Regions from separate parts of the Danio rerio genome. Here region 2 is linked to region 1. The links are chromatin contacts, called in public Hi-C maps. All regions are on one chromosome and are shown on one strand. Each heading gives the region's core, a stretch centred on a gene start, on an enhancer-like site or on the middle of the called end of the contact. The rest is flanking DNA. Distances are from core to core; before and after follow the strand shown. Region 1 holds the start of mybpc3 (myosin binding protein C3). Region 2 overlaps mybpc3 (myosin binding protein C3).

The links. A called contact is a pair of places that touch in the nucleus more often than the background predicts.
Region 2: a Hi-C map of embryo shows a contact between it and region 1, with 5 times the contacts expected there. The contact joins the enhancer-like site here to the promoter of mybpc3 in region 1. A contact is called at or near these places in 3 of 18 Hi-C or Micro-C datasets (caudal fin, embryo and an unstated tissue).

The regions. Positions count from the first base shown.
Region 1 is chr7:31,883,652-31,886,891 of GRCz12tu, forward strand. It overlaps mybpc3 (myosin binding protein C3), which reads left to right and starts at 1,653. Exons shown (of 33, transcript NM_001044349.2): 1 at 1,653-1,720. The coding sequence starts at 1,696.
Region 2 is chr7:31,933,261-31,936,497 of GRCz12tu, forward strand. It overlaps mybpc3 (myosin binding protein C3), which reads left to right. Exons shown (of 33, transcript NM_001044349.2): 28 at 1-65. Among named protein-coding and RNA genes, the nearest start is that of lin7c, 34 kb to the right of the region's middle. Within about 2 kb of position 1,906, at least 5 of the 62 cell types and tissues checked have an H3K27ac peak or open chromatin away from gene starts, as enhancers often do.

The DNA.
Region 1 (3,240 bases), core at 403-2,902:
GCTCCTTTATTCTAGCTGAAATAAAACAAATAAGACTTTCTCCAGATGAAACAATATTATCAGACATACTGTGAATTTTTATTTTGCTCTGTTAAACATCATTTGGGAAATATTTAAAAAAGGGAAAAAAAATCATGAATGTTTTAATTATCTTTAATATGATTACTTTCTGTTTTATTAATTTATTACTCCAGCTTATTACTTACTAAGCAGCATTTAGGCTTTTCATCTAATTTTTTTTCATTAATTTTATTTTTAACTTATTTTTTGCATTTTCTTTATCACCTATTTCCATTTTCATGGAAGTAACAAAAACCTACAAAGGGCTTTTCAGAATGTTTTGTAAGAATAAACTGAATTAAACAATGAGTTCAGACAATGCTAGTTGAGTGTGCACTAGACAAGCACCATTATCATTAAACTCTTGACAGAAAGGTCAAGCTATGAATGCTTGACTGATGGCATGAGGAAAGGGTCAGCCCTAGTGTGGAACTAAACATGTCATGTTGTCTTTTTATTACAGTAGCTGTCTGTATCTCTGAGCCCATCCAGTTTAAACTTTCCAATTGGCTTGCTATGCATATAATAATTGGTCAAGGGTGTTTAGTGTGTTTTAAATCAACAATAACAACAGAGATGAAAAATCCAAGTAGCTACATGTAAAGTGCATGTATATTGTCTTTATCTGCTAACAACAGAACTCGGCTAAAAATTTTAAGTTTAAAACATTCTTTTAAAGTTCCCATTTTTCCCATTTCTTAATGTTCTTTTAACATTCAAAATGTCCAGTTTTTAGATGATATTTTACCATTAATATTTGGTTAGAATAAAGCTGTTTAAAATGTTTTCATAGTTTAAGTCTCATGTTATAATAATGTTTTCAGAACATTATTTAAAATGTTATTAGCACATTTTATACATACAGTAAATTTTCTATGAACATTTCCCTAACATGAGTAAGTTCTAAAAACACCTGTCCTTTTTTGACTATGTTTTGTAATTTTTGTTGGTTATGATAATTCAGAACAATTTCATACTGTTTCAGTCTCGTGTTATATTATTGTTCTTGAACATTCCATTCAAATGATATTAATGTTTTTGGAACAATCTTGTAACGTTGATAAAAAGCGTTCCAAGAACATTAGTATCATTTGACGTTAAATAATGTTGAAATAACGTTAAAATAACGTTAAAAAACTTTACATATGTACTGTACTAACATTTACTCAACTTTTAAGCAATCTTCCCTGTTCATTGCAAGATTTAAAACAGAATACAATTCTATAGATATACATGCTGAAGTATCCTAGAAATTCCAAACAACAACAACAACAACAACAACAACAACAACAACAACAACAACAACAACAACAACAACAACAACAACAACAACAACAACAACAACAACAACAACAACAACAACTTAAGTATAGTTGCTTTGTTGCAGTCATACTCTAATTTTACCCTCATCTAGCCCTGCTTTCTTATCCTGCTTCAGCTTCTTGAGTTCTGTCATCCAGTGGAGGTGATGGACAGTGGGCTCAGTGACAGATCATCGGGGTGGGCAGGATGATTTGGGGCATGTTCCATGGGACATTTGGGGGTGGGGGTGTGGGGTGTCTATTAAAAGAGAAGTGGTGCTGTTGGTGTCCACAATGCCTGTTTGTTGGAACCCAATAGGGACACTCAACCAGGATGCCAGAGCCAACTAAAAAAATAGGTATGCCAGTGTTTATTTTGTAGATTCTATCTGACAAACACATGTATAATAGATTGGTTTTGTATTGTTGGTTGAGTAAATAGTAACATTTCTGTTCTAAACTCTGACCTTATCACAACTTTAAAAGCACTTTTCAATTTGTACTTTATTTTTATACGACTTCAGCTCCTGTGTCTTTGGTTTTTGGTGTAATAATAAGAAATACTAATTTAATATATAGGTAAAAATTAGCAGTATCAGTTTGATCTATGAGTATTTTCATAACATTGTCTGGATGTTCCTTTACACTGTACTACATTCTGCAGCTGTTGTTTCTAAGCCAACTGTATATATGAAGCATCTGTGCATTGTTTTTCTCGCACAAATTGCACTGTAAACAAAGAAACATATTAACAACAGACCTGTTGCATATTTTACATTTAGCAACTAAAGTAAACAGCTAATTTTGTGTGATTACAAGCCACTAACATTAAATCAAACCCTATTCTTAGCACTTTATTTTACAGTCCTGTTTTGCATATAAACATTACATACTGCATACTTATACTAGTTATTACAAAACTGGGTACTATAACTCGGCACTATTTCTAAACCTACCCCTGATTCCATGGTACCTTGCATGACCCACTAATTTACGTACCTTTAAGTACACAGTAAGACATATACTGTAAATTATAGTGCAACCTTATATCTAATATGTAATTAATATTATTAGGTGTTTAATTGTAACATGCAACTACTTAAACTGAAAGTATCCTTAGTATAAACTGCTAAATCGTATCTAAGCTTACGTGATAGAATAATGGCCGTGGGCTGAAGGGCTTTTTTCCAAAAGTGCAGAGAAAATAACCCTGCCTACGCAGGAATTAAAAGATTGCAATAATGTGATGCCACCTGTTTCGTGACAGCCGACTGTGGCGATATTCGCTAAGACCAAGAGCATGCTAACAATGCTGTTGCATCACTTTTCGGCATTAAGCAATGAAGTTTAGTGGTAGTAACCAAATCCATGTAGTCATTTTAGCTTCACACTTTCTCTTCCCTATTGGTGGATTTCAGAGGCTCTAAACCAGCGGTTCTAAACCAGGGGCCAAATAGAGGGCCTCTGCAAGCTTCCAGAGGAACCCCAAGAAGTCTAAAAATGATTTAAAACCAATGAAGTCACCATGACATACTTGTTTATTTTCATGGCTACCAAAATACCAGTGGTTCATATACCATCATATAGGGTATATATGAACAAAGCAGGTCCAATAAGTTGAGAATGATTGCTATAGTCTAGACTTAAGGCATCTTTACACCTCTCAAAGATAGTTTAATTTGATTTAACAGATGGCAGATTTTGTTTTAAATACTCTTGAGTGTTAGACACACCAGGATGTCAATATTTGGACGCCAACCATCAGCATCTAATGTAACCTTTGTGACGGACATAAACATGTCACCTTCATGAGAAAGTTTCCCATCCCATTGACGATCTCCACTGACCGCTGGCTGACACGTTATGACTGTGAAAATTA
Region 2 (3,237 bases), core at 656-3,155, 50 kb after region 1:
CTAAGGATAATGGGAACTGTGACATCACAGGCTACAACATCCAGAAGGCTGACAAGAAAACCATGGTAAACCCAAACCTTTGTTTTCTTTGGCATATAGTTATACATACATACATACAGTGAAGTGGAAAATTGTCTTATGTGTTTAGTAAGTTTGCTATACTGCTCACAAACCACATATTATACACTTTTATTGAGGATGTGAAATTGTGTGCCAGCAGGGGGCTAGCTGCAACAAACCCCACCCCCAACCAATTTTTTTCCAGAGATGATTTCTGTCATGTTAGACATTTATTGTCACACTGATTTCTTCTCGATTGATATCAGGTTTTCTGAGTAAATTAGTCACAACAACTTCCTATCTATCTAAGAGCTCTCTTGTGACTTCCTATTATCTTCTAAAAGAGACCGAAACTTAATCTTTTAACAGCTGTACTAACTGACCTAGGGAATTTGAGGGATCACCAAAGTTTTCCCCACCAAGTCAATGTGTAAATAAATGTTATTGACTAGCAAGTTTAATGTTAACCTAAAAGCTTAATGTTAGAACAAACCAGGTGATCAATAGAGTTTGGGATTATATTTGGGATTCCTTTGTATAATTAGCACTTCTTGCATATATTACCTCTTCTTGTTTAATCACTGAATGCCTACTCAATTGTAGGTCACTTTGGACAAAAGTGTCTGCTAAATGTACATATAAATGATAAGATATGTCTTTATAAACCATGTCAACATTGTAACACCCAGGTCATACCCATGATTTGCGTTCTTGTGAATCGCCCAAACCAGTACACTAACAAGTTATTGTGGTATTAGCCAAAAGTTGAGCGTCTTGCTGAAAATGTTCTCCCCTTCTGGCCTCATTATGTACTGGCTGATTCTGTCTAATTTACTGTCGCTGACTATTTATTTAAATCTAGCGGGCTTGGTGTTTTGTATTGCCTCTGGCTTGCTTGGCTTGAGACTAGCAGAGCTGTACATCGATTAAGTTGCTCTTCAGTGTTTCTCCTTTAAGCAGTGACATTTACATTACACTAAACTGAACTTTAACTGTGACAACTGAACTGAAGTTAAGCTGCTTTGACACAATTTAAATTGTAAAAAGCACAATAGGAATATAGATGAATTGAATTGTTGCAGATCAGATGCAGGTACTCATGATTCTTTCAGACCAATCAATGATCTCCAGTGGTGTAAATAACAAATTACAAACACTCAAATTTCTGTAATTTACTAAGTATTTTAAAAAATGTGTGCTTTTACTTTCCGTGAAGCACATTTTTAGGGCTATATCTGGATTTTTACACCACTATTTTCCATCAAACTGCAGTCACTACTTTATATGTTCTTGTCTATGGGGATTGGCTAAAGTAGAACAATCAGTCCTGTGATCCAATGAAATTGCACATAGAAACTAAATCGCATCATCCAGAACAATCTCAAGACATGGGCGCTTAATAAATGCAGCAAACCATTTGGAAGCATTAAAAGTGTCCAAGAACATGTCCTAAATCGTCACACGCAATGACCCAGACACTGTTTAGACTGGATGACTGTTGTATAATGTCTGAAATAGCCTTAAACAATCACTAAATGCACTAAAGAATTTTACGTTTTCACAAATGTGCACAAATTACATGTAAACACAACAGACTTTCACAGTGCAATACTCACTACTTTTTTAAAAGGGCTACTTTTTACTCATAGTTTGAGTAATATTTCCAACAGATACTTTTACTCTACCTGGACTACATTTACTTGAGTAGGATTTTTTTTTTGTACTCTTTCCACCACTGGTGTTTACACGTCACATTTAACGATACTGCTTGCTTGGACCTTCAAATGAAGTCGTACAAAATAAGTGGCACTGTACACAGTGGCACACTCCCCAAAAGTGAGCCATTCCAAGCCATCCATTGCAGTGGAATAAATAAAGTGGCAATAAATACCAATGTTTAAGTGTGAGGGGATTAGAGATATACTTAAACATTTCTATTTTATACAAGTGCAAACTCATTTGAATTGCTCAGAATTTTTAGTGAGAAAAAGCGCAGACACTGGACAAGGATGAAGCTTTTGTAGTGTGCATGTGCATTCTATCAAGTGGACTGAGTTCAAAGCATACTTTGGGCTTTAGAAAGCACTGCTCCCTATGCCAAACACATTTAATAGTCAAACTCACCGTGAGAATCTGAGATAAAGAGAGAGTTTGCAAGCCTGCCATTGTCTATCTAAAGCAGCTAAGCTTGTGATCACTGTAATTGAGTAATGTATGTACACTATTCATCAGTGGCACAGCATTGCAGGGACACCACGAGTTTATGGGCTCTCTTGTGACATACAGTTGGCCAGTGGCACTGAACACTGGTCCAGGGGAACAGCATCCAGAACATCCAGTGCCCAAAGCTCCAAAATGACCCTTGCCGCGGAGCCCACTAGGGCACCTGTGCCCCCTTCGACGCAGGCATGCTGTAATCTTAGCCCATGGCCTTGCCCTGATTTAAGTGCTGTCATTATAGTGCTCTCTTTACCCCTTTGTACTTTCGAGCCACTAAGGTTAGCAGCTAAATAAAAAGCAGCCGGTTTGGGTTTCACCTCACATTGTTACTAGAGCCAGTCTATTCCTCTCGCTGTGTCCACAGCAGCAGGCAGGAAGACACCGAATTATCAGGTTTCACAGGACAATCTCAATCAGAAACCGGAGATGCTCTGCTGCTAAATATAAGAGCACTTTAGGCTGCAGGCCTCCGGGCCACATTCATGCAGCCCATTTACCTGCTTCTGGATCTACTGCTTCTACAGCCACCGTAATCACACAGCGGCTTAATACATGTGCTAAGCGATCCTGCAACGTTTTCCTCATTGTCTATAACAATAGACAGAATGGTTTTAGAGTGGTATATTCAGACATCTGAGAGCCACATGACAATGTTTCAGATTAGCAAGGATAATTGGTGACATACAGTTGTAGCCACATACTGTTTCACAATGAATGTGTGTGTGCTTTTTTTACATCTAATGATTTAAGTGTGAAGAAAAAAATCTGAGGGAATGTTTTTACTTAAATGCAATTCCTTGATGTTCAGACATTTATTTTGTACACATTTGATCAAGCACAATGGCCGTTTTTAATTAGAGATGTTTTAAAACCAGCTAAAACGAAATGCAGAATGCTCAATTCTACCATCATTACACAATATTCAAATAAAATCAATAAGTACAATTAGAACACTCT